Linked DNA regions of Mus musculus: all the other regions are linked to region 1. Evidence: chromatin contacts called from public promoter capture Hi-C data. All regions are on one chromosome and are shown on one strand. The core of a region is the stretch at or near the end of the contact, and the rest is flanking DNA. Distances in the headings are between cores, read along the strand shown. Region 1 holds the start of Znrf3 (zinc and ring finger 3). Region 2 holds the start of Dusp18 (dual specificity phosphatase 18). Region 3 holds the start of Sf3a1 (splicing factor 3a, subunit 1). Region 4 holds the start of Osm (oncostatin M). Region 5 holds the start of Purb (purine rich element binding protein B).

Region 1 (5,240 bases), core at 1,550-4,049:
TTATGTAGGTGCTGGGAACCAAACTTGGGTCCTCTGCAAGAGCAACAAGTGCTCTTTACCACTGAGCCTTTTGAAAATTCTGTCTCTGTCTCTGTCCCTCTCTGTCCCTCTGTCCCCCACCCTTCTCTTTCTCTGTAAATGTATGCCGTATGTGAACAGAAGAGAGGGTCAGATCCCATAAAGCTGGAGTCATAGGTGGTTGTGAGCTGGGGGCTGAGATATGACCTTGGATCCTCTCTTGACCCAAGGCTTCATTTTTGTTTGAGAAAAGGTCTTACTATGTAACTTTGCCTGGCCTGAGACACCTACGGAGACAAGGCTGGTCTTGAACTCATGGGTCCACCTGCCTCTACCTGCCCAGTGCTAGGATTAAAGCGAGCTCCACTACGTCAAGTACGAAAAGGCTTCAATTTTTAACAGCTGTATTGAGACGTCATCTATACACTGTAAAATCCATCTTTAGAAAATGTACAATTTGCCAGGCAGTGGTGGTGTACACCTTTAATCCCAGCACTTGGGAGGCAGAGGCAGGCAGATTTCTGGGTTCGAGGCTAGCCTGGTCTATAAAGTGAGTTCCAGGACAGCCAGGGCTATACAGAGAAACCCTGTCTCAGGGGGAAAAAAAAAAAAGAAAGGAAGGAAGAAAGAAAGAAAGAAAATGTACAATTTGGTGGTGGATTTCATGTATTTACAAAGAATATACTCATCACCATTTAATTACAGAATATTTTCGTTCCCCTTAAGGGAAATCCATTAATAGTCATACTACCCAATCCTCCTTCCAGTTCAGTATCTGGTGATCACTAACCTTTCCATTTTTCTATATTCTTGGCATTTCATACAAATGGAAAGGCTATATGCTTCACTGAGTATATTTTTGTCGCATTCATTCAATATTCAGTATTTTATTTGTCTTTGATTTTGTTATTTAAAATGCAATTGAAGATTGAAACTTTTTTTAATATATTTTTTCTAGATTTATTTATTATTATATCTAAGTACACTGTAGCTGTCTTCACATGCATCAGAAGATGGCATTAAATCTCATTACGGGTGGTTGTGAGCCACCATGTGGTTGCTGGAATTTGAACTTCGGACCTTTGGAAGAGCAGTCGGGTGCTCTTACCCACTGAGCCATCTCACCAGCCCCGATTGAAACTCTACCATGTTAAAAATTCGATTTTATTGTATGGATAGACCATATTTGCATATTCATTCACCAGTTCATGACTTCATACTTCTAAGGATTGCAACGCTAGCTATGCATGGCTATAATAATTGCTTTCCCCTTAAAGACTGGACTGTGCCAGGTGTGGTGGCACACGCCTTTAATCCCAGCACTCGGGAGGCAGAGGCAGGCAGATTTCTGAGTTAGAGGCCAGCCTGGTCTACAAAGTGAGATCTAGGACAGCCAGGGCTACACAGAGAAACCCTGTCTCGAAAAGACAAACAAACAAAAAAAAAACAAAACAAAACAAAAAAAAAGACTGGACTGTGCCTTAGTGGGTAAAGTCACAATCCTTGGAAATGACAGTGCTCCCGAGCAGTCAGTACTGATTAAGCTTGGCTTGGGGGAAACTAATGACTCTAGCTTTGTCAGTTACCTTCTGTGCCAAAGCTTTGGGTGGTCCAAACACAGTAACACAGTTCTGTGAATTTCTTTTCAATTGTATTTTCTATTCAACACATTGGCAAAACATTCCTTTTCAGTTTAAACTGTAACCTCGATGCGCTGATTACTCAAGGAAACACTCAATGACTTTTCTTTTTGTCTTAATATTTTGGGTGTGGTAGCAAGTAGAAGCAGATCACCCTAACCAAATATTTGCAAATATTTAAACAAAGCCATTCAGGTCAGGGAGGGAAGACGACTGAGGAAGTAGAAATTGAATGTGGCTTTTAAAGGAGGATTGTGAGTCTCATAGATTTGCTGAGAAAGGAAAAATCCTGTTCCAAAAAGGGGAAGAGAATTAAAAGTTTATCTTCTGGGTGACTGGGGACGTCTGGGTTCGGAGCACGTGTCTTTGGTATGTTTGGCAACCAGAAGTCTGTGCATTAAGCGTGTTGACTCTTCCGCCCTTCTGCACATGGTGAGATTTGAAGGGAGTGTTGGAGACGGTCTCCAGGGCTGCGGAAAGATGAACTCCATTAGAATCTAGATAACTTCTTCAAGTTCTCCGCCACCTGTCCTCACTCCTTTAGTTGAGGGTAACTGTCTATGTGACACCCACGTAAGAACTGGACGTGTCCCGGCGGGTTGCAAACTGCCACTGACCGCCCGGGGCCTTTCGCGGTCCCTGGAGGTGGTAGGGCGCGAGCACCGAGTGCGGGTGGCCAGCAGTGCCGGAGCTGCGGATGAAGCATCCTTGGACGGAAGGACGAGGCCTTTGACGCCCCAATGACTCTAATTGCGGCACCAAAGCAGGGTGCGCCGAGGGGGCGAAACCGCCCGGGAACAGGTTGAGGATCTTACTCTCCCCGTACTCCAGCAACTGCCAAGAGAAATGTCTGCCGCGGAGGGCGGAGTACAGACCAGGGGGCGTGGCTAAGAGGAAGGGGCGTGACCGAAAAAGACTACCTGGGCGGAGCAAGGGTGGAGGGGCGTGGCTAAGAACGGAGTCGGGGCGGGACTCAGTCGATTGGGCGGGGCGGGCGAGGCCTCTGGGCCCCGCCTCTCGCCGCAGGCGCGCCCGCCCCGCCTACCCGCTCCCCTCGGAGGTGGCCGCGGCCGAGCGCGGGGAGGGAGGGGAGAGCGGGTCACGACGCTGCGGGGGCGGGGATAACCCCTCACGTGGAGCAGATGAAAGGGCCGCGGCGCGACGGCCGGGGGAGCGGAGCAGAGCCTGCGACCCACAAAGCCGCCGCCGCCGCGATGGTGCTGTGAGGCGACCGCCCGCGCTCGGTCCTCCGCCGGCCCGCGACTATGCCCGGCCGCGCCCGCCCTCCGCGCCCTCCCGCCGCAGGACCATGAGGCCACGCTCGGGCGGGCGCCCAGGGGCCCCGGGCCGCCGCCGCCGCCGCCTCCGCCGCGGCCCCCGCGGTCGTCGCCTGCCGCCGCCGCCGCCGCTGCCGCTGCTTCTCGGGCTGCTGCTGGCGGCCGCGGGGCCCGGCGCGGCGCGGGCCAAGGAGACGGCGTTCGTGGAGGTGGTGCTGTTCGAGTCGAGCCCGAGCGGCGACTATACCACCCACACCACCGGCCTCACGGGCCGCTTCTCGCGGGCCGGGGCCATGCTCAGCGCCGAGGGCGAGATCGTGCAGGTAGCCACCCGGGCCCCGCGCTCCGCCGCCACAAGATGGCTCCGGGGGCTGCGCCCGCCGACCCCGCCGCGGGCTAGCGGGCGGGCGGGCGGGGGGGAGGCGCGGAGCCCGGCGGCATCCCTCCCAGGCGGGCGGGACGGGGCCTCCGGGGCACGGCGGCTGAGGCGAGCGCACGTGGGGGCTCGGCCTCCGGTGGGTGCACCGCGCCGGGGTGGGGGTGGGGACGCTGAGCTGGGCATGGGCGCCTGGGCGGCACTCTTGAGTTGGCGGGACGTTTTTCTCCCTCAGGTGAAAGTCCCGGGAACTACCTGTTGAATGCCAACTTTGCAAAGGCGAGACAAGTTGAAGGATGGAGCGACTTCTTAGAGGTCGCAGGCTTTGCTTTTCCATCCACGTTTGCTCCGTTTTCGGAGCGACCCAGTTGCCGGGGTGCACATCTTCAGGTTATTTTTGCTGAAATCTACTGGCAGCCTTACCTAGACACCAACCCTCTGGCAGGGCTCTGGACGGGCAGCAGCAGGAAGGGAGCAGGCGGAGCTGGCTGAGGAGTGGGAATTGGCAGAGCACTGTCGTGGCCGTGCCTCAGATTACAGGGGATGAGAAAGACCGCAGGCTCGCCCCTGGGTCAAGGACTAATACCGAAGAGGCCTGCAAACCCGAGCCAGGGTCTCTCACTGACAGGGCCTCCACCTTGCTCCAAATGAAAGAGGGCTGCGTCCCAAAGGAGGCTGGCTAGGGAGAGCTTTGAGCTGTCCCCAGTCTTTGAGGAGGGACTCTCAGTCGAAGCCTCAGCGGATGGATAGCTGCATAGATTTCCCGCTCCCTCGACGATGGTTTTTATCCACTACCATGTTCCAGGGCAGCGCACTTATGGTTGTTAGGCGCACCTCTGGTAGGAGTGATCTGATACGGTTGGCTCGTCTTTGAATCTTTTGGAACTTTAGAGGCCTATAGTTTGGATCTCCGGTGCTTTGCTCTTGGGTGAATTATGAAGAGAAAAGGGACTGTGTGGGATGACTTCAGAGCAGCTCCGAGTGTAGACAGGAGGGTGAAGCTGCACGCAGAGCTTTGAGTTGATGGGACACGGGCCAATACGGTGTAGCTCCTTAAAGGTGTGTGTCTTTCCAAAGCTGGAGGAGGACCCTATGGCTGTGATTAGAAAGCATTGTTTTGTGGTGCTCTTATTCTTATCTATAGAAAGCGAAATACATGTTTGACCAATTTCTGTGACTACAGATGTTGCTAACGGTGCTGTTCTCCCCCCCCCCATGTTATTGTTACTGTCATTAATATACAAGCTTTAGAGAGGATGCTTGGCTGAAGATACCTAAACAACTCTATTGCAGGCTTTAAGAAGAGTTTGAATTTTAAGTCTTGCTTCTTGTGAGTCCTTGTCGTTCTTTGAGGCTTTCCCTGTGCCCTGATGGCTTTAGAAATGTTTGATTTACAGCCTTGAGGGTGGGGGTTGCAGCTGAGGGGAGTATGTTTTAACGTGGCACTTCACTTTTTGAAGGAGACTTTTGAAGTTTGAGATTTTTATCTGCAGTGTTTAAACTTGAGCCATTCTCTGTGGTAGTTTGTCTGGGGAGCTATTCATTATGCATAATGCTGTGCTTTGCAGATATTCTTGGGTTCACTATTTAATACAAAATTAGCAGTTTAAACACACCATTTGTAACTATTTTATCCTGACAAGTAGAGAGATAATGTGTGAGTTTGGCAGGACTCTGTTCTCTTGAGAAGTTTTTGAAGTGCTTATCTAATTCTTTTGTAGTCTACTAGACTCGCACCTCCCTTTCAAATTAAGTCAACAGTCACTAAGGGGAGAAAAATGACTTAAATGGTATTTAATAAGTTTACCTGTTAAGCAATCACTAATGATGTCCTTAATTCCTTTATAACTGCAGTGATATTGGTGGGCTTATCTGAACTCCCTGAAGAGATAGTTTGTCATTGGTACACTCCATAGCTTTAATAACTTT
Region 2 (5,240 bases), core at 2,049-4,548, 1.5 Mb after region 1:
AGACCCTAACACCAAGGGCTTCTGAGCAGCCCTGAATCTCAGGCTTGCTAGAGACAACTCACTTGTTCCTCACAGTCCTCACAGCTCCTCAACAGTCAGCCAGCCTGGGACCCTGAGTCTCATGGTCTGCAATTCTGCACGCGGTCTTGTGTCAGGACTCTCAGGTTGCAAAGTGAGAACTCTGGAGGCGGCTTCTCGGATGAGGCCTAGCAGAGATCAAGCCATTTCTTCATCTCTCTCACATAGAGGCTCTGAGAACATGTATAAACTAAGGCCTGTGTACAGGTAGGATTGCTGATCTGGGCACCACTGGGATCCAAGCACTGTGTGAATCTGATCTAGAAAACCAGAATTGGGCCACTGTGGTAAAGGTAGAAGGGGCAGTCTCTGTAACCCTGGTTGAAGACCCCTAATCTAGCAGGCTGGCACTTACATTGAGAGACATCCAAGAGCACCAGGAAGCTTCAGGATTTGCCTCTGAAAGAACCAGGTGGGATTTTGGCAGATTTGTTTCTGGGTTGGTCATCTCCGGGAGGGCTGCAGGAACCCCAGCTTGCCATATGCACTGGGCACTGGTTCCTATGACCCAGCACCATCTGCCAGCTCCACCCTACCACTCACAGAAAAGTTACCTTCACTATATTATAAGAAATGAATGTACTCTCTGAAAGCACAGATGACAAGATAGTAATTGTTGGGAATTTCTGTTCTTGATTTTGTTTTTGAGATAGGGTCTCATATGTAGCCTAGGCTGGCCTCAAACTCACCTTGTAATCTTTCTGCTTCAGCAATCTGAGGTTACAGGCATGCACCACCAAACCTGGCTGGACTGCGAGGTTAAATGCTATAGCAACACTTTTTCTGGCGTCATGAAAAGCACCATCTGCTGTGCTCCTGCAGCAACAAAAGTCGAAGTTCAAGTTCAGACCTTGGTGTACTGGAGTTACTGGTGGGCTGGCTTACAGTGGGATCATCAAACGGGTCTCCTTCTCGTAGATGTCTGGGATCCGTCCCATTGGCGAGTCCATCATCTGCATTGTATTCTTGCCAAAGAGCTGCAACTCGTAATGGATGAGCTGCTCCCAAAAGCCACTGTTGGGCCGGATGATGGGCCTGCATGACTTGGTCCAAGTGTGGGCATCTACAAGGGACATGGCATGGTACTTCATGAGGTAGGCGAGGCACAGCGCAGCTGAGCGGCTCACCCCAGCAGCACAATGCAACAGTGTGCGGCCCTTCTGCATCTCCACCGAATGGATACGGTCGGCAACGGAATCGAAGAAATTGGAGAGGCGTGCGACGGGCGCATCGACCACAGGCACCTGCACATACTGGATATCCTCGTAGAAGGTGTTTGCTACCTCTACTGAGACGTTGATGACTGTGGTGATCTGATTGCTGGACAGTAGGAGCTTGTTGTTGGCAGCCACACCATTGCTGATAAACAGGCTCTTGGTGATCTGCGAGAGGCCTCTGATCGAAGGCTGGGGGATCTGAACTGGGAAGGCACTCCACGGTGAAGTCATCAAAGTGGAAGTCGACAGTCCGTGCCGTATTAAGCTTGCATCTTTCTGCTAGGCTGTGCCCACTGAAACCTGCAGGACGGAGGAGGAAGTTTGGAGGGCAAGAACCCATCAATCGAGAAGCACAGCAGAGAACTCAGTGATTACACCAACATTCACATCACTGAGCCAGAACTGTTGCCCAAGTGCTGGGGGTCTTTTCACACAGAGGAAGGGGGCCAGCCATGGCCAGAGAGACCGTGAACAATGGAAGGGACGGGCCTTAGGTCTACTGGGGTGGTTTCAGGAGAAAGAGGGTGGTTAGGAGCTGAGGGAGTAGAAGCCACTGAAAGAACATTAGGGTGGATATGTTCCGATTACGTTAAGTAGAACTGGACCCAAAGGTTAAAGGTGACAAGAGGGAAAGTGATATGCCAAGTCTTTCCATCTTCTCATAACCAGCCAGCAAGTCTAGCTGTTTTCAGCACACATGACTGGTGTCATCTACATACAGCACAGCTAGTGGAAACTCATGTTCTCTGCTCAGCTGTGTGACTTCCAACATTAATGACCTCAAAGTCAACTGAGAGCAAGTAGAAAAGAGCCTTGGTGATGGTCACCTGGAACTGCAGCATTCAGGAGGTAGAAGAGAAAGGTGGGGCCCTTGCTTTATGGGTCCTGCCCCCCAACAAAGAGCTGAGGAAACAAACTACAGGGTTTTTTGTTTGTTTGTTTTGATTTAATTTTTTCCTTGTCACAGAAACAAAGCTGTTTTCTTAAAATTAACCTTTGAGAAATCAGGATTTCCCAGGCAGGCCAGTTTCAGCTAGCATAAGGTCATGGCCTAACTTATCCTCTCAGAATGAAAAGTCATTCAGGTAACCTCAGGCCAATCAGTTATTTTTCCACTGTTCTGTCTCCCTGTTCCTGCCTTCCAAGGAATGTGACTTCCAAGTGACATTTGGTTTTGTTTCTGCTCTCTTCAGTCCCTTCAGAGGTAAAGTTAAAATGCAAAGCTTGTGGGAATGACAAATAAAGGCATTTGTTATAGAGTTGCAAAGATAGTAAGAAGCGATCACAGACAGTAGGACATGGTAGAGCAGACCTGGAAGCTGAAGCAAGATGTGGTGTTCCTGACCAGACTACTGGAACTCTTTCAAGAGTTTCAAGAGGGGGAGGGGGAGGGGGGGGGAGAGGGGAGGAGAGGAAACAGAAACGTCATCTCCATTTTTTACATTTTACAACCAACCAGGCTTTTGGCATCTAGTTAATTTGTAGCCGTGAAACCTGAGACTCGAGGAAAACCAGTTTTGTTCATCATTAGACAGCAAGTTCTGAAGGCTGATATTTCTGGTGGATTACACTTTCTGGAGAAAGTTGGCAAATATAGGTGGGGCGCTGGTTAAATTCTGGGTTATAAACGTGGAACAGAGTCCACAAGTAGATGAGTGGAAGGTGCCACAACAAGCCTAGGAAGCTTGGCCTCTCTACGTGGTGACAAGACTCAAACAATCTTACCTCCTTCCCTCAGTGCCCCCGAAATCTTTCAGGGCAGAGCCGCGGACGACCCTCTCCAAGAAAGAGAGGGCCCTTCATGATTCCGGACCTTGGTAGCAACGGCTTCTCCTCGCGGAACAATGGGCAGTTCGGGGCTTAGGGGGACCCCGCGACTGATTCTGTACCTCGAAGGACTACGCAGTTCCCAGGCGTTTGGGAAAAGCTGGGTGGGCTGCCTGTCTTCACAGAAATGCGCCAAGTAGCCAGAAGGACCATTGCTACACCCACCGCCTGCACGCCCCGCCCACTCACCCTTCGTCTCCTAGGCAACACGCCCAACAGAGCCTCACAAAGAACGCCTAAAGACTGTCACGCGGTCTGCTTGCCGGTTGTCTCCCAGGCAACGCACTCCAGTGTAGATAGTTGCTCTGCGACCGCGTGTCTTTCCACCATGGTTTTAGGTCTTGCTAGCTTTCCTGAGTCGCTCTCTAGCCAGTCAGAGACCGCTACACAGCCCAGAAGGCCTTCAGTCAAATGGGACTTGGGCTCGGATTACAGGAAAGGTACCGAAGAGACTACCGCTTCTGGTTCGAACTTCCGGCGCGAGAGACTGGACAGCCAGCCGGATCTTGGCCTCCACGTCCAACCACAGATCTACTTCCTGCGGCCGCGGTCCCCACTCCCCAAGTTGTTATTCAGGTGTGGCTCGGGTATACAAAGCAGTTGTCAGACCCGGGACCCCGTAAGGGAATCCGACTCACTTTGTTCCAGCCGTGTCCCCCCCCCAACCTCCGCCCTTAGATGTTCCTCTGATCGCAGCAATGTCTCCGATCGCAGGATTTTTCAGACTCAGGCCAACCCGTAGGACCTTCAGAAGCCCGTTTTCTGGGCCGAAGGCACTGTCCCGTTTCTAGCCTTCCGAATGAATCCTGACCCTGGCGTAGTGTAGGCTTGACGTCTGCAATTGGTCTCAGGCTCCAATCGACTTGGCAACTCCAGGCCTTCCCATTCTCCAGCGTCCTTGAAAAGCCTTCAGTTCCCCAATGTTTGACTCCAATCCTGTCCCCCTTCTTCAACCGGCATCAGCCAAGGATGTAACAAGTCCTACAGAGGATTTATTATGGAAACACAATTTGTTTCAAAAATGACCAGTATTTATTACTTGATAAATTTGGTGCATCACTAAGTAAAGAGGGTCTTTAAATATTTAGTCTCTTTTTGGTTGAAAATAGGACTTAGACTTGTGTGTAAATTCCTGACCGTTGACTCTGTCTTCCCATCCGCACCTGGGTATGTTGAGTCATCCTGCATAAAAACCAGAAAAGTGGAACTGGGTAGCTTTCAATGTTCGTTCCTTTGTATTAGCAAGCACAGCCTGACCACAGTTGTTCCTAACTCATAGGAAAATGAACTGGAGAACGTTATTAGAATCCCCCTAAAGGTGCTTTGTTTTCTTCTTAACTGAACGTGGTTGCACACGATTGTAATCAAGCACTCAGGTGCTGGAGGCAGGAGGATTGGAAATTCAAGGTCACTCTCAGTTCAAGAGGGAGTTCTAGGCCAGCCTGGATACACGAGACCTTGTCACAAAATATACATCTTTTTGTTTGTTGGGTTTGGTGGTGGTGGTGTTTTCTGTTTTTTTGTTTTTGTTTTGTTTTTGTTTTGTCTGACTATGAATGTATTTTATGATGATCTTATTCTGATGTGCTAACCAATAGAGACTGAGTTTAGTATAAGTTGTTATTTGTATTCCTTCTGTTCCTGTGTGTATCAGACAGCCATTTCTGTTTCAGTCAATTCATGTGTGGTTCTTCCCTTTTTGCTATTGTTTGTTTGGGAATCTGTATTCAGAAATACTTCACCAGCACGTATGTCATTTCCCTGGTTTCCTTTAGAGTGGTTTGCCAATCATTTCAAAAGTAAAATAAACTAAGCAACATCAACAACAACAAACCAAACAGAAGTCGGAGCAGCAAACCAATCACTGTGCTGGCTAGTTTTTGTCAATTTAAAACTACTAGTTTTACCTGGGATGAAGGAACATCTTTTGGGGAATTGTCTACAGCTGATGGCCTGTGGGCGTGTCTGGGGAGCAGTTTCCTAATGACTGGTGTGGGAGGATGTAGGGCACTGTGGACAGTGTCACACCTGCGCGGGTGGTTGGGTTGTATAAGAAGGCCAGTTGAGTAAGTCATGAAGAGCAAGCCAGTAAGCAGCCTTCCACTGTGGTCTCTGCTT
Region 3 (5,240 bases), core at 1,775-4,274, 1.3 Mb after region 1:
CAGGTATGTATCATGCCATGCCCAGTAATGAGTATTTATTTTTAAGAGAATTTAGTTGTGTTTTTTTATTATTATTTTATTTATTTATTTATTTATTTATTTTTGGCTGTGACAGCAGGATAACATAATTATAGGAAGCTACTCGGGAAAACTGCTTGAGATGTTTCTAAGTGCATGCTTGTGTGCACCTGTACAGAGGCTGATGTCCATTGTCTTCTTCAATCATTCCCTGCCTTATTTTATTTAGATTTATCTGAATATTTATTTCAGATAGGGTCCATGCATCTCCAGCTCACCTGAAATGCTATGAAGACCAGGGTGGCCCCAAACATAGAGATCAACTTGCTCCTACCTTCAGAGTACATGAATACACTGGCCCCACCTTAGTTTTTGAGGCAAAGGACAAAAGCTCTCTCATTGAATATGAAGCATAGCAATTTGCTCCAGGAATCTGTGTCTCTATTTCCCAGTACTGAGGTTACCAGACGTAGCCACTGCTCAATCTCGCTTTAACATGGGTATCCATGGAATATACACCATGGGATCCAAACTCAAGTTCTTGTACTCAACACCTGACTGAACTGAGGTGTCTCCCCAATCCCTGAAGCTTTCAATGCTCTCTTAGCCGTTACTGTTTCACACAGAGTTCCTTCTAAAGAAAACTTCTAGCCGGGCATGGTGGCACACGCCTTTAATCCCAGCACTCAGGAGGCAGAGGCAGGCGGATTTCTGAGTTCGAGGCCAGCCTGGTCTATAGAATGAGTTCCAGGACAGCCAGGGCTACACAGAGAAACCCTGTCTTGAAAAACAAACAAACAAACAAACAAACACAACAACAACAACAAAAAAGAAGAAGCCTTCTATAAGGGAAAGACAGTGTGCAAACTCCTCTTACAGCTTCACTGACCAAGTGGAAACACTGGAAACCGTCTCAAAAGAAAACACATAGCCTGGACACTGCAACCTTTCCATAGAAAGCATGCAGCATGAGGGAAACTAAAAATTAGGAAATGTTTCCAATTTAGCATGCAAAGAAAATCAAGACATGACAGTACTTGTGTTGCTATTACTGTATCTAAAAAGGATGCCATGGTCAGAAGGAAACAGCTAATGGTGACAACAGCTGACAGGGGTTGTCCTCACAGTAAGATTGCTCTTCTTCATTATGCAACAGCCTTTCCCCAATTATTAGCATCACAGGAGAGAGGGGGGAAGGCATTAGGGTTATTATTAAATATTAGCCAATCACACACAACACTCAATGCCCTATCGTGAGGCATCTTTTCAGTGAAAATCCAAATTAATTAAAGTCTGCAAAGTGATCTGAACTCTCACGGTGTGCACAGTACAATTTACCAATCAGAATCTCTTTTGATGTGTCACTTCATTAGGAAGGTGGGAACAAAACAGTATTAAATGATTCAAGGTGGTAGGGATGCTCGCTAAAGGGAGTGACAAAGTGTGGGTCCTGGACAACACACGTCCTGTACACACTTCAAGGCCAAGAAGCTCTGCCATGTAAGAAGCAGCCTGGTTCAGGAAAAGCCAGAAATTCAGACTGACTGTGAAATCACCTCATTTCTAAGTGTGGTAATAGGATTTTTCTCTTTTAAGGATTCTAAGGACAAACTAAACATCTGCAGACTGGATAATGATGCTGGCTGCCAAAAGAATACTCTATAAGTGCCCTAAGCCAGGAGATGTGTTGACCGTTGGAAGTCAAGTGGCCCTTAGAAGATTCCATCCAAGGGTGCAGAAGTATGTGGGATGAGGAGGTTGAGGAATCCTGACCAATGTTCACCTTGCCTGGAAACTAGCTAACATGCTGAACAGCTTGCTCTGGATTCAGCTGAGGCTCTGGGAAAGTCGTCCTTTCACAATGAGAATAATCAACTCTTCTTTTTCTTTCTTCAGGTTAACACAGCATATGCACATCAGCAGCCACAAAGAAGCTACCAGGAATTTCCACAGACTTGTTTTGGAAGCAGAAACTCCTAGTGACTACACAGCTAGGCATGGCTTTCACTGCGATTACTGTTGTGGTATGTCAACCATACCAGTCCTATCTATCACCTACCTCATTGCTCTCCTGTGGTTTTGGAAGAAGTAAGGAGTCTAAGCCAGAGCCTCTAGAACTCCCCATGATGCCCCTGTGCTGCTTTAAAAGACCTTTATACTACAAGTTCCCTCTGTGCAGAAGCAGCTGTTACCTGGCCACAAAACTGGCAGTCTTGTCGACGATGTTCCTGACCTCCGGGGGAGGGTAAATAATGCCGACCACTGGCTTGGAAGGGGTGGGATCCTCCTTTGACGATGCTTCTTCTTCAATTGGCTGTGAAAACAGAGAAAAGGTAGTAAGGGCTTCAAGTCCCCGGCTCGGATTAGGCTATCATAAACGCTCCATGATACTGACAGGAACGTCTGTCCTGTAGACTGCAGACTCTCTTGGGTTAGCATCCGAGGACGCAGTTAAAAACAAAACAGGGCAAGTTTCCTTAGCCATACTGTATTTACGCAGCCATTCCTAATCTAGGGGAAAGAATGATTTGCTTAGCTCTCCTCTTTTTGAATGGAGGCTTCGTGGTTCACATAAGACCCCAGAGGAAGCCGGGGGTGCAGGTCCGCATGCTGGTTTTGAAAAGTCCGGTTCTAGGGATATCTTTTTCGAGACCAGAAGGCAACTCAGCGCGCTGACTCCTGGGACTTGCAGTCCCTCCATGTCCTTCGGGGTGGCCTGAGCTTCCAGCAGCAGTGCCACAGCGCCCGCGCGGAGGGGAGGAACGAGGCCTCCAGCAGGCCTGCAGGCAGGGAGCGCGGGGCACGATACCTGTTTGGACTCAGTGGCTACTGGCGGCGGCGGGGGTACCGCCTGCACGGGTCCGGCCTGCATGACTGCGACGCTCAGGGCTGCCAGTCCACCTCGGTGGCGACAACCGGTGCGACGACAAGATTAAAGATCACCACACGAAGTATCCAACTCAATGACAAGATGGCGGCGACCCAGAGAGAGAAGCCGCGGGAGCACTTCCGGTCCCGCCCTCTCGCCGTTTCGCACTTCCAGCCCCGCCCCGCCTGCTCCGTGGCGCGGTACGCCGTTGCCAAGGCAGCGGCCTGGGCTCCCAACTTAGAGTTGCGAGGCATTCTCGGAGCCTCAGACGCTCTGGAGGAAGTTCTGTGAGCCAGACAGACACAGAGCTGAGGCTGCGACGCCGGAGACAGGTAAGCCATTCCACATCCTCTGACTCTGAACTTCCCTCCTGACTCTGGCCGGTTCCTCGCCCCCTCAGCGCCCCACCCCTCGCCCCTGTTTCTTTCCTGTTTGGCCTGGCATTTTGAAGATGCCATAGAGTCCCACTTACTACACCTTTAGCCCCATTTTTTGGTTCAGCACCACCTCCTCTGCATCCCTCCTTACAGAGTCCAGGACATGGTGCTAACACCTTTAATTCCAGGAGACAAAAAACGAAGCAGATCTGAGTTCAAGGCCAGCCTGGGACAGAGCAAGTTCTAGATGAAGAAAAGCATAATTCAGGCGTAGTGGTACATATCTTTAATCCCAAGAGACAAAGCCATGCAGATCTCTGAGTTCAAAGTCAATTTCCTGAGCAAGTTTCAGGATAGCCAAGCTTAGGCAGTGAGGGAGTTGAAAAACAGAAAGCTGGTAAGATAATAAAGGGGATCAGGTTCCAGCCACAGGAAGCAGAATTTGGCTGTGTGGCTCTGGCTTTAGAGTCTAGAGTAGAAGGGATTGCTGGGACAGTTGATGCTGGTTAGCTGGAGCTAAGAAATTAGTGATTAAGACGAGACCAGCATCACTGAGGTGAAATCTTCTGGGAAGTGTTTTCTGAGAGCACAAAGAAGCTGTGTTCCAGAGATAGCCATGGTTGTTGCTGCAGCTGTACTTGGCAGTGTGTAAGAGTTACCCAGGCAGTATTAGTTTGAAGGCATGAAGGTGTCATGAAGAGCAGCTGAGGCTTGGCACCGTGAGAGGCCAGGGAAGGCCATTGGTGAAGGTGCAGTTACAGTTACAGTTGATGGCCCAGGACTGAAGGGGTCATGCAAAGGAGTTGAGGCTTGCCCCATGAAGAGAGCCTATGAGAGGCTCTTGGTGAAGCCTAGTTGCAGTGGTAGACCCCAGTGTATTGGAGATGCCAGTACGATAAGATGATAACCAGGAACAGCAGCAGCAGTTGGCTGGAGTCAAGCAGAGCCTAGAGTGCTTCAGAGGGCAGAGCTGGAGAAGTGATGCCAGCCCTTTAGAGGATCCCCAAAAGATCATGTGTGGATCCCAGACATTGGAATAAAAGTTAGATTAAGAAGCTGTAAAGTTGAAGTTGCCTTGGAGACCCCAAGATGTTAGAGATGCCAGAGTCATGAGATACCTGCCAAGGAAAACTGCTAGCAGGGAGTGGGACCAGCCCAGGAGAATGAAGTCTGCTGCTGCTGACTGCCAGATCTGCCAACAGCAGTCGGCAAGGATGAAAGGAGCTGACGATCTGAAGAGCGCTTTGACATTGGATGTGGAGACATGGACTTTGGAGTTTGCCCAGCTGGTTTTCTGTCTTGCTTTGGTCCCAGTATTTTTGACTTTATATGGGATTACAGTTAAGAGACTGCTTGAATCTTAGAAGAGACTTTATTTATTTATTTTTATTTATATGAGTGCACTGTCTTCAGACACACCAGAAGAGGGCATTGGATCCCATTACAGATGGTTGTGAGCCACCACGTGGTTGCTGAGAATTGAACTCAGGACCTCTTGAAGAGCAGTCAGTGCTCTTAACCGCTGAGCCATCTCTCCAGCCCCTGGAATTTTTTTGAACATTGCTGAGGCTGCTATAGAGTATGGGAACCTTTGATGTTGGACTAAATGTATTTTGCATGATGCTGTGTTTAGGTATGGCCCCCATAGCCTCATATGTTTGAACAAGCCTATGGGGGCCAGGGAGTGGAATGTGGTGGTTTGTATATGCTTTGCCCAGGGAGTGGCACTATTAAGAGGTATGTGTGGCCTTGTTGGATGGAATAGGTGCTGCCTTGTTAGATTAGGTGTGCCACTGTGGGTATGGGCTTTATTACCCCTTCTAGCCCCTTGGAAGCCAGTCTTCTGCCAGCTGCCTTTGGAAAACGAAGTGGAACTCTAAGCTCCTCCAACCCACATCTGCCTAGACTCTGCCATGCTCCTCCCTTGATGATACTGGACTGAACCTCTGAACCTGTAAGCCAGCTCCAATTAAATA
Region 4 (5,240 bases), core at 749-3,248, 1.2 Mb after region 1:
AGGCAGAGGCAGGCAGATTTCCGAGTTCGAGGCCAGCCTGGTCTACAAAGTGAGTTCCAGGACAGCCAGGGCTACACAAAGAAACCCTGTCTCGTAAAACCAACTGGGAGCGGAGCAGCTCTGCCGTCCCTAGAATGCCTCAGTTTCCCCTCCTGCCCCTTCCTGGTCCTCCATGTGTTCACTCTCTCACTAGTCCCCAAGATTCTCTGAGGTTCAGGTACCCTAAGGGCTGAGGCTTACATAGGGCTCCAAGAGTGATTCTGTGTTCCCCGTGAGGTTCGCCTGATTCTGCAGCTGGCTGAGGAGCTGAGAGGAAGAGTTGGAGCAGCCACGATTGGCCAGTGCCATGCTCAGGATGAGGAGACTGAGGGTCAAACCTGGGCAGAGAAGAGCGCATCAGTTACCTGACTGGTGGTTGTCCAGCCCAGGGGAGGAGCTGGGCACACAGTAGGGTCTGGGTTTGCACAGAAGCACTCACTGGGGCTACCACCTTCCACCATAAACCAAACAGGGTGAAGGAGATGGTGGTGGCTGCAATTTCCCTGCAGCTCTTCGGGGAGAGGTTGGGTTGTAGCCTCCAGCATCCCTGTCCTGACTTTATGGCATAACGAACAGACAAGAGAGTCCTCTATAAGATATCTGGCCTCATACAAGGGTTAGCTCTGTCCTAAGACTGACAGGTTAAGTTCCTGACTACTTTATAGACCTTAACATTCCCTGTAGGCAGAATAGAGTTGACCAGGGGTCTGTCCTGAGGTGCAGCCCCAGGGCAGCAGGTCACCTAAGCTCTTTTCACAGAGCCAGAAAAAGCACCTCTCCACTCACTGGGCCAGCCAGTGCTGACGGCCATTCTGCTGAAAGGTGAGCAAGATGCGAGAGGAAAGCCTGTCCAGGTCACCCATGCTCAGCACTCGCCCTGCCCTTCCTGCCACCGACACACGAACCCCTAACACACGCACACACCAGGACTGCTGGGAGCCCAGGAGAAGGTTGTAGGGGTGAGGGCAGATGATCATAGTTCCAGCTCGCAGGCCCCCACCCTCACAGGCACCGGCAGCCACGTGGTCGGAAGGGGCCTGTGGTGCAATGGCCCGGAAGGCTACGACACCATCCTTCCCTTCCTACAAACCAACCAGCCCCACCCCACCCCACCCCCTCGCCCCTGGGGAGGGCCTGTAGCCCAGGCGTGCCAACCACAAGTCCCCTCCCCATCTTCCCCCGTGTCTGCAGCTACACTGCCAGTGAGGGTCCACAGCGAGCTTGTAACAGGTGCACATGGACCAGTGCCTGTGGGGGTGTGCCCGTAGACCTAGGTGAGGCACTGCAGTACCTGCCCCGGTCACCGGGGGTTCTGGTCTGCAGGTGAGACTTCCTACCTTACTGAGAGGGAGGACCTGTTCCCACATAGATGGCTCTGCTTGCCTGTCCCCGTGTGGGTGTGGCTGTATGAGTGGCGGGATGATCTAAGGACCTCTGGCTTGGCTGACTTTGCATCTGCCCCAGACCCCGAGAATTGAATCAGAGCAAGAAGTGAGCCCCTTGCTCCATTTCCGCGCAGATCTGGAACTTCCTTCTCTGCTCATCCCCTACCTGCCTTGGGCTTCTCCAGACTCTTCTCACTCTTTCTCCTCTTCCCTCATGCCCTGGTCCCCGGCATGGTCTCTCTCACGCCTCCCTCTGGAATACCTTCCAGAAATACTACGTTTCCACCTGTGGCTATGCTGGGGTCTCAGTGGATCCCTGCCCTACTAGTTCTCCCTCTCGTCCACATCCTTCACTTGATCTACAGCTCCCAAGGGCAGAGGGTGCCTACAGCAGCCAGTTGGCCCAGCTGCGCCCTGGGATGGTAGAAAGGAAGGAAGTACTTACTGAGCAGTGTTCTTAGAAGCCGTGTCTGCATACTGGGTCCTGGTACTCTGGCCCGTGCCTCTCAGGGGTGACACAGCTTGGCTGGGTGTCCTGCAGGCTGGCAGCCACTTTATGCCCGACGGGGCGATTGGCCAACATCTCGTGAGGTGGGTGGGGAGGGGGAGGGGGAAGGGCAGGCCTTCTGGGAACATGACCCCAAAAACCAAAGTCTCCCCAGGCGGCCAATGGGCGCCATGCGCCATGACATGCCCGCTCCTCCTCCCGTTTTCTTCGAATTCGTTCTTCGAGGTCAGCCCCACGCCCAAGGATGATGTAAACCGCAGCCTCAGCCTTCTTGGGGTGAGCGGGCAGCACGGGGGTCCGTATCATCTTCAGGGATCAGTCCAGGGGTCAGAGCACGACTTGCAAGGGAGGCCACCCCTGGTCCAGAAACTACCAACCTCCTAGGACACGAAGGTTTAGGGCTAAAGGGAGCCAGACATCTTCCTTGTTGAGTGCCCTTCCCACCCTCTCGCTTGGGCTGTCGGGACATCTGTGAGCGGAAACCACCAGGCTCTGGGCACAGAGCCAGACTTGGGCCCCAAAGATTGTGCCTCTAATCCCAGGTCAGCATCTTCTAGCCCAACTCATTTCCATTGTCTCTATTAACTGTCCTCGCCCAGCCTTCCCAATCCCAGATCCTCTCTCTGTAGACAGGGTCCTTTAGGACCCTTGGAGCAAGAGAAATTAGAGAACGGGTTCAAAGCTTGTGACACGCTGTGTCGCTGTGTTGTCTGAGGCAAGTCACTCAGCTACTTTGAGCCCCACCTGAGAAAGCGAGAGAGAAAAGCACTCCTTGGTTCACCCCTCAAGGTCACTGCCAACATGGACATAAAAGGCAAAAAAGCCTTTGAAGAAAAAAGAAAAGACTAGGCTTGAATTCCAAGTACTGGTTTTCAGGGGATGGGATGGAGGGGGCGGGGGAGACCGGGAAGCTGTGAGCTCAGAGGGGAAGCTGGAGGGAGGGGTGGGGGAGCTGCGACAGTTGGACACAAGGTTTCACTTTCTCTGAAAGATAGCGATCCATCATGGGTGGGTCTTCTGCTTCTCCGCACTGAGGGACTGAGGCCCAGGCTGAGCCAGATCCACAGGCCATGCTTGGAAGCCACAGCACATCTGCCAAGCTAGAATGAGCATCCTTAGGCTGTACCTGCTGTTGGCCCTCATATATTCATTCAACAACCCCCCCACTCCCTATCCAGGAGGCGACTGTGCCCCCATCCACATATTCTCTGCACCTAGCAGAGTGTCCCCCTTGTTAGCAACTCCCCAGTACAGTCTAGACTAGATCCTTCTGAAGTCTTCATTTCCTCCTACTGAATTTCTTACCTCTGCCCACTCCAGGGTGCTGTTCCCTAGGGCCCTGGTCAGGGATCCTTCTGCATTTCATATCCGTGATGTCATCCTGGGACAGTCCCTATACCCCTACACTCAAGCTCTCACTGTGATAAGGAGACAGAGGGAAGCTCCAAGCAGCCCCAGATCTAGCCGGAGAGTGTTATGTCGTGCTTCTCGGAACCCATATGTTGGCAAGAGACCCTCCTTCACCTCAGTTGTTCCTTCCTCTCTCCCATGGACCATACACTACCTCCTCTGTTTAGAATAAAGGTGCCAAGGGGTGACTTGCCCTGTTGGAGGACACCTGCACAGTTGGGGGAGGTGTCCAGAGCCGGATGGCGTGGTACACATTTGTAATCTCTATTTCTCTAGAGGCTGAGACAGGACTGTGCATCAGAGGCCAGCCTGGGATAGACAAGGGGACTGATCTCAAAGCAAAATCAGGAGCTGGGCATACAGTCTCAAATAAATAAATAAATAAATTCAATTAAATAAAGTCAAAGGGAATAAATTCAATTAAATAAAGTCAAAGGGGCTGCCACGTCAACCTAGGCCAGCGCCTAGCCTCAGAGCTTAACACCCTGAGGGTTTCCTCCTACTACAGAAAAGGAGAGGAAGAAAGGAAGAGCGTGCATTTATTTACCTGGTGTCTGAAGGCATGTCTTAGCTGGGGGCCAGAGGGTTGTGCTGGACAGGCCACTGGGACTAAGGTCAAGAGCAAGGCTTGTGTGCATATTTATTTCCCGGAACTATCAAAATGGGAGGGCCTCTGCCCAAAGACACCAAAATCTGCAGAAGCCGCAGACCCTTCTAAAAATTGTGTGGTGTGTGCATGGAACCTCCACAGGGCCTCCTGTAGACAGCATCCTTCCCTAGATGGCAGATCATGTAAAACATGGTGTTATTGGGGAATCTCAAAAGGAGCATGTCTGCCTTCCTTCCGGAGGAGCCCATTTCTTCCTGGTTTCTATTTTCACCCCCCTCCCGCACACAGTTAATGAGTCCTCTGATATGGGGGCCACAAGCTGTGCAGCCTTGACAAGGACACAATGTATTTCCTACCATTGTACAGGCTAGACATTTGAGTAGGCTATCTCTGGGGCTGGATGCTCCCAGGTACCTCTCCTTTGCTGTTGATTTACTCAGGCCTGTTCTCATCTGTGTATCCCAGGCTGACCTCCAGCTCACACTGCAACCCAGAGTGGCTTTAGATTCTCAGTCCTCTTGCCTTGCGTTCCCCATCTTGGGATCATTGGAATGTGCTACCCCACGTGGCTGCTTCTTGGCTTATAGGTGGCCAAATTTCCACTGTGCCTTTATATAACCATTCACCCCCTTCTGCATTTTCTGTCCCCTGATCTCTTTGTTTTTATTTTCCTTGTTTTTTTCTTTCTGAGACAGGATTTCTCTGTGTAGCTTTAGCTGTCCTGGAACTCGCTCTAGAGAAGAGGCTGTCCTTCAACTCAAAGATCTGCCCGTTTCTGCCTCCCATGTGCTGGGATTAAAGGTATCCACCACCACAACCACCACTCAGTTTCCTGAATTCTTTTTATGTGATATACGGGTGGGTATGTATTTATGAGGGGAAGTGCATATACTCCTGTTGTACATGCAGATGCCAGAGGTCATAGTTAAGCAGAGTAAAGTGTCTTCCTCTATTACTCTCTACCTTTGTATAAAGAGTGTGTATGTATGTATGTATGTATGTATGTATGTATGTTGTATGTGAATATGTGTGTATATATGGAGTCTATATATGGTGCATATGGTATGTGTATATACATAGGGTATGGGGGTATGTACACATATGTGTGTGTGTATGTTATGTGTGGTGGATTTGGTATGTGGATATGGTGTATGTGTGTGTTCATCTGATGTGTGTGTGGTGGAGGTGGTGTGTAGATGTGTGTGTCTATATAGCATTTATATATAGTGCATATGGTGCATTATTATGGTATCTGTGTATACATAGGGTGTGGGGGTATGTGTGTACA
Region 5 (5,240 bases), core at 1,719-4,218, 1.0 Mb before region 1:
GGGTTGTGTATCAGATATCCTGCACATCAGATATTACAGCTCATACCAAAATTAGTTATGAAATAACAAAAAATAATTTTATGGTTGTGTGTCTCCGAATATAAGAAACTGTATTCAAGGGTCACAGCGTTCGGGAGATTGGAAACCACTGCTCTAGAGCCCAAGGCCTGTGCCCTTTGACCATTCCCTTCCTTTCCTGCCCTGTCCATGTGGCTCCTCCACCCACACTTCCTGCCCACGTTTACTGCTGAGTGCTTTGACATCTGCCTTCCATGTCCCCCCCAACCCCGTTACAGTGTGCAATAGGGCTAAGGAAACCGTATTTAGAATAGGAGGATTTGAGCAGTGTGTCCTGTGGTGCAGTCTGATGGGGGAAGTTCATGTGTAACTCAGTATTAACGTCACAGGACCTCCAGTCATCCAGGCATCACCTTTGCTCTCGTCCCATGTTGTTCACCTGTCCCTTGCTTTATGTGATTGCTCCCACCCCCAAGGAAAGTGGTGTCCAGCTTTCCTGTCTGCTGGCAGTTTCTAAGCCTCATCTTTATCACCCAGCCCAATACTAGACTGACCATTGTTACATTTGCCCAGGAGTATCCAGCCAGCATCTCAAACGGTCAACAGATCTATTTCACATACCCTCAATTTGCTGAAAGGCAAGACTTTAAGTCCACCAAGAAGAAAGAAACTGAAGAAAATAACTGATATTCAAAAAAACACAGTAAAGTCCCACTTTTCATTGGTTCCATGTTCTCAGGGATGAGGGTGGGGGAGTATCTAACACCTGCAACATCTGAGGTTTTGTGAAGTCTAAGTTTGGTGCTGGGTTATTAAAGAGCCCAAGCCCCTGACCAGGCTTATCTGCTAGCATTATTCTCATTCTCTGATCACCAGAGCCCTCAGCTCCAATTACCACCTACTTTTTTTTTTCCCTCTTGTCTCCATATAGTTGTAATATTCTGACCCAAAGACCACAGTCTCCCCACTCCCCAACCAGCACTGCCCAGCCACTAAGAGTCTGAAAATGTGGGCCTGTTTTACAACATAGTCACTGCTTATAATCAAGAGTTTGTGCTGGGTCTCACTGTAGACCACCCACACTCTCCTTTGCCCTGGGTCACTTTCTTGAAGTACAAAACTAGGGAGCTGGTGAGATGGCTCAGTGGATAAGAGCATTGACTGCCCTTCCAAAGTCCTGAGTTCAAATCCCCAGTAAACACATGGTGGCTCACAACCACCTGTAATGAGACCTGATGCCCTCTTCTGGTGTGTCTGAAGACAGCTACAGAGTACTTACATATAATAAATAAATAAATCTTTTAAAAAAAAGTACAAAACTAGAAAATGACTCCTGTTTATACAGTTTATGGTGGCCCCTGTCCACTGAATCAAGGATCTCTCCTAGCCACCAGAGAACAGCTGCGCCCAGTTCCACTGTTCACAGACCCTAGGCCCCAGCCAAACTGCACAACTCACCATCTGGAGACATATGTTCCTCTGCCCAAAATAACCTACCCTATCTCCACCTGTTAACATCTATCCTCCAAGGATTACCCAATACATAGTACTGGGACAATGGGTTAGTCATTTGAAGGAAATTCCTTAGATTCTTTACTTCATCCCAGACATCATGATATATTTCAGATAAACATAGTCCTATACTTAAAAATCAAACCATAAAACCACTCAAAAATATGTCCTTACTAAAAAATTACAAGAGAAGACTCTAGGCTTAGATGCAAATGAAATTTCAGCGGAAACAAAATAACAAAGCTGGCCCATCAGGCAGAATACAGGCTAGAGGGGCGGTTAACTGCTCATCACACAAGCATTAAGACACAAGCTTGAAAACCTAGCAGCTGCATAAAAGAGCAGGGTGCAGCAGGGGGTGGGGGTGGGGGATCCCTAGGGCTCACTGACAGCCAGTTTAGATCAATTCAGTGAGCTCTAAGTTCAGCCAGAGACCCACTCACAAAAAATACGGTGGAGAGTAACACAAACACTCTATTTCCGGCCTCCACATACACGTACATGTATAGCCACACAGAAACAAATTTAAAACACTTTAGGGCTGGAGAGATGGCTCAGTGGGTAAGAGCACCCGACTGAAGGTCCAGAGTTCAAATCCCAGCAACCACATGGTGGCTCACAACCATCCGTAACAAGATCTGACTCCCTCTTCTGGTGTGTCTGAAGACAGCTTCAGTGTACTTACATATAATAATAAATAAATCTTTAAAAAAAAAAAAACAACACTTTAGAGGAACCTGGTTAACGAATATTAAACTGATGCAAGAACTCAAGTTTAAGCCAATATAGCTTAGTGAGATCCTATCATTAAAAACACCCAATTGTAAAAAAAAAAAAAACCCAAAAGTTATTTGTGTGAACTCCATTCAGGGAGTTTATAAAATAAGATGGTATTCTGGTTTCTTTGTTTTAGAAACACGGGCTTATTTACTGAAGGATTGCTAGATCCAATCGTTAGGAGTCCGACTTAATCAGTGTACTCGTCCCTGAGGATTAATAATCTAGTAGCATTAGTGAGAAGTAGGATCTCACTGGAGAAAACAGGTTACTGGGGTATGCTCTGGAAAGATCCCTAGCCCCTGGCCCTTTCCTGTCTCTCTGCTTTCCCAGGCGCCAGGAGGTGATTGGCTCCACTGTTGAATAATTCATGTGCTTCTCGGCAAAACGTTCTGCCTTCCCACAGCCCCAAAGCAACAGAGTCATCTAGTCACACACTAAACCCTCTGAAACCGGGAGCGTCAGTAAAGCATCAAGAAAGAGGACCCCAAAACCAGCGGACAGAAACATAGGCTCGCCCGGGGTAGCCGCAGAACGCCTTGCCGGCGCGGCCAGCGACGTCACCTCTGCGCCCCGCCGGCGTGGTGTGTGTGGGTCTTCCGGCCGGGAGGCGGCGGCGGGCGGGGCGGAGTGACGTCACGGGAGGCGCGCGCCGGAAGCGGGCCGTGCCGCACGGAAGCCGCGGGGGCGGGGCGCGGAGGCGATGGGGGGCGGCGGCGACCGGCGATGAGCGGCGGGCGCGCGTGAGGAGCCGGCGGGCGAGGCTGGGGGGCCCCGGAGCGCGAGCCGCAGGGCGGAGGGCGGGGGCGCGAGCGCAGCGGGCGGCGGCGGCGAGGCGGCGGCCGAGAAGATGGCGGACGGCGACAGCGGCAGCGAGCGCGGCGGTGGCGGCGGCGGCGGCGGCGGGCCCGGCGGCTTCCAGCCCGCGCCCCGCGGCGGCGGCGGCGGCGGTGGCGGGCCGGGCGGCGAGCAGGAGACGCAGGAGCTGGCCTCGAAGCGGCTGGACATCCAGAACAAGCGCTTCTACCTGGACGTGAAGCAGAACGCCAAGGGCCGCTTCCTCAAGATCGCCGAGGTGGGCGCGGGCGGCTCCAAGAGCCGCCTCACGCTGTCGATGGCGGTGGCCGCCGAGTTCCGCGACTCGCTGGGCGACTTCATCGAGCACTACGCGCAGCTGGGTCCCAGCAGCCCCGAGCAGCTGGCGGCGGGCGCCGAGGAGGGCGGCGGGCCGCGCCGCGCGCTCAAGAGCGAGTTCCTGGTGCGCGAGAACCGCAAGTACTACCTGGACCTCAAGGAGAACCAGCGCGGCCGCTTCCTGCGCATCCGCCAGACGGTGAACCGCGGCGGCGGCGGCTTCGGCGGGGGGCCCGGGCCCGGCGGCCTGCAGAGCGGCCAGACCATCGCGCTGCCCGCGCAGGGCCTCATCGAGTTCCGCGACGCGCTCGCCAAGCTCATCGACGACTACGGGGGCGACGAGGACGAGCTGGCCGGCGGCCCGGGAGGCGGCGCCGGCGGCCCCGGGGGCGGCCTGTACGGAGAGCTCCCGGAGGGCACCTCCATCACCGTGGACTCGAAGCGCTTCTTCTTCGACGTCGGCTGCAACAAGTACGGGGTGTTCCTGCGAGTGAGCGAGGTGAAGCCGTCCTACCGCAATGCCATCACCGTGCCCTTCAAGGCCTGGGGCAAGTTTGGAGGCGCCTTCTGTCGGTATGCAGATGAAATGAAAGAGATCCAGGAGCGACAGAGGGATAAGCTTTACGAGCGACGCGGCGGGGGCAGCGGTGGCGGCGACGAGTCGGAGGGTGAGGAAGTGGATGAGGATTGAAGCAGGCAGCTTCCCGTACCGGCCTCCCCCAACCCCACCACCATCCCCTTGGCTAGAGAGCGCCCTTTCCTTCTCGTCCCCAGTGAGCTAGTGGAGAGGGATCAGGGGAGGCCGCAGACGAAGAAAACAAAAAAAAAAATAAAATAATATAGTTAAGAGAAATAACCATAAGAAAACAGTCACAGACAATTAGAGAAAAGCAGTTAAGTTCCAAGGAACTGCCAGCAACCTGCAAAGAGGAGCAGCATCTCCTCACCTGCGCAAGAGTCTCAGCTTCTGTTGTTTAAAACCGAGGTTCGGAAATTCATCAGGAAAACACTGGAAGGGATAGATAGATCTTCGAGCGTCTGGGACCAAAACCACACCTGGGTTACCCAGACTCATGCATTGGGAATAGCTGAATTTGTGTTCTTCCTGGGTAATCTGGTCTTAGGATCCCTCCAGGCCTCACTACTATCAGCATCTATCCCTTCACCTCCATCGAAATCAGCATTTTGGATCTAGGTCTTAGTGGAATCTTTGAGAAGAAAGAGGCCTTTTGCAGTTACCCAGTTCTGAGGGTACAGGTTTATGAAAAGGAATGCAACTTTACACAATCATGGACAGGGCAAGAGAAGAATTCAAGAAGCCATTGGAGAATTCGAAAATTAGATCCATTTAAAAAAAATGGTTTTGCATGGAACCTGGACCAAGGCCCCTGTCTTTTCTTTGCAGAATTGTTTTCCGGGATGCAAATGAATTCAGAGATCAAAGCTTGAACTAGAATCCATTACTAAAATAGTTTAAAAGTTGGCAATTTTTTTTTTCAAAAACAAAAGCATTTTTACAATGGGGATTGCTGAGGTGGGCACAAGAAGTCAGGCATAAAGCACAAAGTGGACTGTTTGAGTGGATTGGTTGCTGCTCATTAAAGTTCTTCCCTTGATCTCTTAAGTATGGAGGTCTTTACCAAGAAATGGCTTAGCATGAGTGGGAGCTGAATCCCAGTGGCTCCACCGTATGAACCAGAGAATTATGGCTAATTCGGCTGTTACAGCCACTGGCTGGCTGCATTTTAAACCTTAAAACTTGACTATCTGCAAAAAAGGAACAGTGTGGCTACAAGCCT

What was found. Promoter capture Hi-C pulls out the DNA fragments that hold promoters and counts their contacts.
Region 2: a contact with region 1 is called in a promoter capture Hi-C map of liver, with 3 times the contacts expected there. The contact joins the promoter of Dusp18 here to the promoter of Znrf3 in region 1. A contact is called at or near these places in 2 of 39 promoter capture datasets (both in liver) and 1 of 9 other capture datasets (adipose tissue).
Region 3: a contact with region 1 is called in a promoter capture Hi-C map of pre-B cells, with 5 times the contacts expected there. The contact joins the promoter of Sf3a1 here to the promoter of Znrf3 in region 1. A contact is called at or near these places in 2 of 39 promoter capture datasets (liver and pre-B cells) and 1 of 115 datasets of contacts at active chromatin or transcription factors (pro-B cells).
Region 4: a promoter capture Hi-C map of embryonic stem cells shows a contact between it and region 1, with 4 times the contacts expected there. The contact joins the promoter of Osm here to the promoter of Znrf3 in region 1.
Region 5: a promoter capture Hi-C map of cranial neural crest shows a contact between it and region 1. The contact joins the promoter of Purb here to the promoter of Znrf3 in region 1.

What each region holds. Positions count from the first base shown.
Region 1 is chr11:5,442,406-5,447,645 of GRCm38.p6, reverse strand. Znrf3 (zinc and ring finger 3) reads left to right here and starts at 2,799. Exons shown (of 9, transcript NM_001080924.2): 1 at 2,799-3,258. The coding sequence starts at 2,968.
Region 2 is chr11:3,893,298-3,898,537 of GRCm38.p6, reverse strand. It overlaps Dusp18 (dual specificity phosphatase 18), which reads right to left and starts at 3,298. Exons shown (of 2, transcript NM_173745.5): 1 at 3,021-3,298; 2 at 1-1,595. The coding sequence starts at 1,526. The coding sequence ends at 960. 4921536K21Rik (RIKEN cDNA 4921536K21 gene) reads left to right here and starts at 3,412. Exons shown (of 3, transcript NM_026150.3): 1 at 3,412-3,698. The coding sequence starts at 3,451.
Region 3 is chr11:4,158,138-4,163,377 of GRCm38.p6, reverse strand. Sf3a1 (splicing factor 3a, subunit 1) reads right to left here and starts at 3,024. Exons shown (of 16, transcript NM_026175.5): 1 at 2,828-3,024; 2 at 2,211-2,332. The coding sequence starts at 2,890. It overlaps Ccdc157 (coiled-coil domain containing 157), which reads left to right and starts at 3,085. Exons shown (of 12, transcript NM_001164620.1): 1 at 3,085-3,219.
Region 4 is chr11:4,233,543-4,238,782 of GRCm38.p6, reverse strand. Osm (oncostatin M) reads right to left here and starts at 1,998. Exons shown (of 3, transcript NM_001013365.2): 1 at 1,870-1,998; 2 at 241-377. The coding sequence starts at 1,900.
Region 5 is chr11:6,473,804-6,479,043 of GRCm38.p6, reverse strand. It overlaps Purb (purine rich element binding protein B), which reads left to right and starts at 2,968. Exons shown (of 1, transcript NM_011221.3): 1 at 2,968-5,240. The coding sequence starts at 3,158. The coding sequence ends at 4,132.